Linked DNA regions of Hordeum vulgare: region 1 is linked to region 2. Evidence: chromatin contacts called from public HiChIP or PLAC-seq data. All regions are on one chromosome and are shown on one strand. Each heading gives the region's core, a stretch centred on a gene start, on an enhancer-like site or on the middle of the called end of the contact. The rest is flanking DNA. Distances are from core to core; before and after follow the strand shown. Region 1 holds the start of LOC123427858 (FCS-Like Zinc finger 1-like). Region 2 holds the start of LOC123430816 (FCS-Like Zinc finger 3-like).

Region 1 (3,553 bases), core at 1,039-3,538, 160 kb before region 2:
TATCCGCCTCATATTTGATGGCATGTCCAAACTTTTGAGGCAGGTACGAGGGTTTGGTTGTAGACGCTCTTGCCCTGCCCTTCCTTGTTTCAATCTTTCTCTTTTAACATTTTCATGGTTTCAGATTACTTATAAGTGACAGCCACAATACCTTGCTCTGTTTAAAAAGAAAAAACTGTACCGCCAAAAACAAGTAGTACATACGTTGCGAGCAATCACTGGAGAGGGTAATCGAAGCAAAGGTTTGCAATGCGTGCGACGAGCAAACAAAAAGCCAGAGCGGAGAAAAATATCACAAGCTCGCACGTCAGATTGGCCGAACGCGTCCGGCGTGAGCTTTTTTCTTTTCTGTACGTCTCCGTCGCCACCCATCGCTGAGTCAGAGCCGTCAGGGTGGCTTGGCGCACTCGTTGGTGTCGACATACGGCACGACGTACAAGCCACATGATGTGCCCCGTGACTCATCGGGTGTGCAGCAAGAGATATCGTGCACGTCCTCTCTTTTCTTCGGAAGCCCCCAATATGTTGCTCGTACTCCACACTCCGCAGTGGTCGGCGCTCCAATGATCAGCGGTCCACCGCGGAAACTTTCAAGGGATCGCCCACCTGCGTGCCAGCAACACATTTATCAGCACTAACTGAAGCGTCCGATGCGTCAGTGTTACTCGAGGAAGCTGAAAAAACAAACTGCCAGCAGAAAAGAACGGTGGACTGCGAGGTGAGTGCCAGGTCATGAGTTGATCCGTTCAACGCTCAACCGCAATGCAACTGCAACTGCCTGGCAGCATCTCTCGTTTTCATCTAGCAGGATGTATTTGTATTGTACCCCAAACGATATGGTACCAGTCTAGTAGAAGCCGACGGTTTACATATCGGCTGTAGACTCAATGACGAACTGTATAGACTTTAAAAAGGAAACGAGTTGCATGACTTTAAAATAGAGCATCTTGACGGTTTACCAGCCTGAAGTTTTTTACCCCCTCCGTTCCTAAATATAAAGATTTTTTTAGAAATTTTATTAAATGACTACATACGAAGCAAAATAAATAAATCTATATACTCTAAAATATGTCTATATACATCTATATGTAGTCTCTCTAGTAAAACCTTTTAAAAGACTTATATTTAAGAACGGAGGGAGTAGATTGCAAATGGCTGCAGGCATTGATAGCATCTGCCACAAGCTGGTGCACGCGCTTGAGTGGGTCACGGGCCGAGCGTAGACAAGATGTGCAAGTGTGGGCGCGACTCCACTGTTGACAAGTTGCTGCTGTGGCGTGCATGCACGGTCGCACGGGTGCACCACAGCTCAAGCATGATGAGTTGATGACACTAACTCAAAGAGAGGACATCCAGATTTTTATTTTGTTGTTTATTTTCTTTTCTTCATCTCGTGTTTGATAAATTTTTTAACATACAGTACACTGCACGACAGGCATTTGTGTCTATTATTGGCGTGGGCTAACCATGTGGGGCACCTGTCTCGTATGTTGGCAAAAGGCCTGGCGCGCTAATTATCAGCACTAAGCGTCGACACTAGTTTAAGCAAAGCTGTCCAATCTTACACAAGTACAGCCGGAATGTATTGATGCCCAAGTTTCCGACTAGAGGAGGCACGAGGAATCCTTATGCAATGAGTATAGACTCTATCTTTTTTTTTGTAAGCTAGACCCTGTTCGGAATTTCACCCACTCCGTGAAATCCCCGAAGCTGCGGAGCTACGAAACAGATGCTCCTCGTTTTTCTACTGTAACTCCACCTAACTCTACCTGCTCCCGGAGTGGAGTGGAGGTAATCCGAACACGGCTTGAGTATAGACTTTCGAATACACAAAAGCGAAGGATGTATTTGTATTGTACCGCGAACGATACGGCACGAGTCTTTGTAGAAGCCGACGGTTTACAAATCGGCTGTAGACTCAATGACGAAGTGTATAGACTTTAAAAAAGAAACGAGTTGCATGACCTAAGCTTCACATTTTCCAAAAGCTCCTCCTAAAAAGAGGTCCTCGAACTTAGGAACTTTTGTAAAGCTCGTTGGTAATTGTTTTATTTTTCGAGAGTATGCAAATACGGCTACAGTTCTAGCCTTCACAAAATATCACAACTTTAGATCAACTCAGACGTTCAAGACCGATGTCTCCTTTGATCAATGGGGACCTCTTCACGGGCACATCACGATCGCCGTCGTTTTCGTCTCGGTGGAGCCGAGCGCAAGGCGCGCGGTATTGCCCCGACCCGTGGGCGCGCCCGACCGCACGCCGGACCACAGTTTGCCGACGGCCTTGCCGTGTCCGCCCCCACGCACCATATATACCCAGAGCCTTTCCCCTCTTCTTCATCCAACTCGCTCGCTTCCTTCGTCCTCCCTCATCCGCAGCAGCAGCACCAAAATCAGCAAAGCGAGCACACCACCAGGCTCTGCTCTGCTCAGCATCTTGCTCTCGAAAGCCACCTGCACATACACACATACAATGGCGGCATCAGTGGCCTGCTCCTTCTTCTTCGATGCCGAGCTGCTTGGCGAGCCCGGCATGCCGGCGATGGACGCGTGCGCGCTCTGCGCCAAGCCGCTGGCGCGCGACAGCGACGTCTTCATGTACAGAGGGGACACGCCCTTCTGCAGCGAGGAGTGCCGCCAGGAGCAGATGCACCTCGACGCCGTCTGCGCCAGGCAGGCCGCGCGGAGGCAGCAGCGGTTCTCGGCGGAGACGGAGTCCCACCGTGGGCAGCGGCGGTCCAGGAAGGTGCCCGTCGCGAGCTAAGCGGACGGCCTGGCCGTACCGCGTGGGCGACGAAAGTTTTGTTTCACTCGACAAGACCTGGATTCTGAAGAAAACAACATCTGTATTCTGAAGAACCATCGAAATCTCTTGGGAGGCCTGTGATCTGATGTCTCCATCTCGCCGGCCGGTGCTCTAGCATGGACCGGTGGAGGTACCAGAACCAGATGAAGGTTGCCGCCGCCTACGAGAGGCAAGGCAGCCAGGCAGGCAGGGCTGCATCAGGCGGCACGAAGCATAGGTGCCTGTAGCCTTCCCGCATGTGTCCATGGCAAGCTAATTAAGCTGCCCGGATGGGAGGAAATCTGTACTTGTTCTCCATCGGTCTGTGCCGTGCCGATGAATTGATTTGGTTCGAAACGAAATAAAGAAGGCCATGGATCTGAAGAAAATCAATCAAACATGATTCACATTTTGTTTTAACTTCTAACCGGGTCTCTCTTGCAGTTTCCGATTCACTATCGACGCTTAATTATCGCTGAGTGAAAGTATATCTATACTACTAATAAAAGATTAAACAAAAACTTTTCTAAGTACACACAACTATTACCGTCATAAAAACAAACATCAATCACCACCATACAATTAGACAACAAATTATACTCTAACGGTCTTCCACCATCCATGCACCACCACCTTATGCATTTACCAAATTAACTAAGGCTGACCGTGCTCCACCTCCTCCTACAGCGAAAAACTGTTGCACCTGCACGTAAAAAAAGGAGCCAATCAAGTACAGAAATTTAGGAATAATTAACGGGAGCCAGTCGC
Region 2 (3,100 bases), core at 84-2,583:
GAGACTACAAGATGCGTGGAGAACGATGGGCAGGCCTCGCATGAGATCAGATCACAGAAGTGTTGGTTTGTTTAAAGTAAACCGAGCTTCTCATCGCAGTTCGCAGGCCCCTCGTGGTGTCAAGCCGAGTAGGAGGTGGATTGTCGTGAAATCAGGCAGCCGCACCTACTCCGCCCCTGTTTCCCCATCGACCGGTTCAGTCTAGTTTATGTTAAATCCATGGAGCCAACCAGCTGCTGAACCACAAAAACCGGAGTTGTTTCACTGATCCCTCGAATAATCGGACGTGACATGTTACAAAGCTGCTCCAACTTGAGAGAAAGAAGCGGAGAAACGAATAAATATCGGACGGTTTGTCGACACTGCTGACTCATGATTCTGCTCGCCGGAATAGTGCATCAGTAGTGCGGCCATGGACCACCACCCCGCGCCCCGGTTTTGATTTGGCCGTTCGGCGAGCCAGCTTGCGGCCTTTGCAGTTGCAGCTTGCTTACTGTGTGCGTGCGTAGGACCCCTTCTAGAGGAAGGATTTGTGCTAGTGGCCCGGTGGTGGTATGTGCTGTGGGTCCAAAAGAAAAAGTCTCTTGCAACTGGGGGTGATTTTATCAAGGAAATAATATCTTTGCATCCCACTCGCGCTGCGTTCGCCATATATGTAGCTTGGCACCTATGGTCATGCATTATTGCGTGTGCCAATGAGACCCAATTATTAACGTTCACTAGCAACGGCTAATGGCGGGAGAAAGACCGAAATAACCTTGTTTGATGGTGCTTAGTCAATGGGTAGGTTAAGCACATGTGAGGAACATCTCAAACTTTTTTTGTTGTCGTAAACGAATGGTGCGAGAAATATTTGGCCGCGAAACAGCAAAACTCGGAACCATGTAGAGCATGCATGACCTATTTTCAGGCATTCGAACACCACCATTCTTGACAATTTTAAGAGAAGGCAATTAAAAGTGTACAACTATAAAACAATGTACCTGACGCCCTATGCAAACCAGTCTTGTAAAAACTAGTTTGGCAGTTTCTTGAACGTGTTGAGAATCATTTTTGTAGTATACAATGTAGAAAATGTCTCATGACTAGCCAATCATAAAAAAATAACAATGCAATCCTTTTTTTGGGGGGGGGGGGGGTGCTGGGAAACGGCAACTTTATTGTTTATCTCGCCCAAGTACAAACTCACAAAGTTTAGCAAATAAACATCCAAAAAATACAACGGGAGCAACCTTGCTCAACATCTTGAGTGCTAAGCGTAATTTCATCTAACACAGAGGGCCAAAGTGAAAAGCACACCACCCTCCCTAATATAAGGGGATGTCTCGCTTCTCTTCTCTCCTCCCCCACTCCCTTCACTCATTCCTACTAGTAGCTGAAAAGAAAGAGAAGCATTACCAGCTTGCAGAAGGAAACTACAACCCCATCGATCTCCATGGAAATCTACGGTGACCTCGAGGCCGGCTGCCTCAGCCACTCCGTCTCGCCCATCAAGCCGGCGTCCTCGCCGAGGAAGCCCGGGCCTGGCCGGCTCTTCTGCGACCCCTGCGACGACGCCGACGAGCTCCTCGGCCGCCACCACTACCTGGACATCTGCTTCAGCTGCCGGAAGCTCCTCGCCGAGAACAAAGACATCTTCATGTACAGGTGAATACACGCTACCAACATCCTACCCTCCATGATCCCTCCTTTTGGATTACCTCCGCCCAAGAATTGTCTCTGATGGTGGCTTGGTTGATTTCTCTTGCAGAGGTGACACGCCCTTCTGCAGCGAGGAGTGCAGGCAGGAGCAGATCGAGATCGACGAGGCGAGGGAGAAGCGGTCGAATCAGACCGGGAGGGCGGAGGAGCAGCGGCAGAGGCAGCAGCGGAAGCAGAGCACCCCGAGGATCCCGGTGTGGGCGTGGTAGCCAGGGCGGTTTTCCGGCGACCAAGCCGAGCGTAGGATTTTCATCTTTTTAGCAAGCAGTTCGTGAACAAAAGCTCGACGATGAGTTGGGCGGTCCAGGTCCAGATCTTATGCCGTCCCCTGAACCGCAGCGATCTCCGAAGATGGAGAAGAAGAGTTTGTTTTGTGGGTGGATTATCACTGGTTTTTTGTTCTTGCGTCGCGTAAGGTGTACTATAATCTGTCGATATGAAAGAAAGGGAGAGGCATAACAGAAGCTCTCTCAATTTTCTCATCAGTTCAGCTGTGTTCTTGGGGTCTTTTCTATTGTTCCATACATATACTCGCACGGATGCATGCTTCCACCCATAACAGTGGACGCAGTATTAGTAAGATTTATAATTGAGCTTTATTCGTTTTGGCCCACGAACATGATCGCCTCTGTTGCTGTATTATGGGAAATTAAGGCCGTTACTGTTATAAAAATTGAATAATATTGGAGGCCGTTGCCTTCTACTGTGTCTGTGTGTGCATACAGCAGAGGCAGAGACCCATCCAACCAACGGTCCTGTTCGTTTCTACTAGTTGGGCAGAGGGGGGTAACTTGGGAACTCTGGAGACAAAACAAATGATTCCCTTCCGTTACTTAATTAGTGACGAAATGATGGATTGGACGTGAACGAAATGTAGACGTTCGCTTCAGCAAGAAAAGCAAAGAGGCAATGTGCTCAACATGAGTGATAAAGTTCCACATATACTGTACATGACTAATAAAGAAATTAAAGATCTTGTCTTTCGGCCAAACAGCCGGTGATTTCATCCGCCATTTCTCTCGTCAAAAGGCTGCCTGGCTCTGGTGGTCCTCCGGGGTACACCTTACGTTTACGTGCCAGGCCCATCCGTCATATGCCGCCGTAAGAAAACGACAAACAAACTCGTACGTGTAACACATACAGTACAAATACCAATACCGTCCATGTTTCCAGAGTGACCCAGCTGACAGACCTCATACCCTGCGCACATCACCGTCAACATACGGTAGCGTCTACAGCCGGACGGAGCAACTCGGGCCTTATCCGGCCCCACGTATGTTGCTCCTGCATGTGTATATTTTATATTCGTATTTTTAAATCTATGTAAAATCATAAACGTCGATCACATAAATTAATGTCATACATAAATAATAAATGTTGGTATCGAATAAAAATATCA

Evidence for each region. HiChIP or PLAC-seq counts read pairs in DNA pulled down with a chosen protein or histone mark.
Region 1: an H3K4me3 HiChIP or PLAC-seq map of embryo shows a contact between it and region 2, with 3 times the contacts expected there. The contact joins the promoter of LOC123427858 here to the promoter of LOC123430816 in region 2. A contact is called at or near these places in 2 of 6 Hi-C or Micro-C datasets (leaf and seedling) and 1 of 1 datasets of contacts at active chromatin or transcription factors (embryo).

What each region holds. Positions count from the first base shown.
Region 1 is chr2H:616,039,428-616,042,980 of MorexV3_pseudomolecules_assembly, reverse strand. It overlaps LOC123427858 (FCS-Like Zinc finger 1-like), which reads left to right and starts at 2,288. Exons shown (of 1, transcript XM_045111993.1): 1 at 2,288-3,205. The coding sequence starts at 2,474. The coding sequence ends at 2,764.
Region 2 is chr2H:615,880,648-615,883,747 of MorexV3_pseudomolecules_assembly, reverse strand. It overlaps LOC123430816 (FCS-Like Zinc finger 3-like), which reads left to right and starts at 1,333. Exons shown (of 2, transcript XM_045114654.1): 1 at 1,333-1,647; 2 at 1,751-2,186. The coding sequence starts at 1,436. The coding sequence ends at 1,910.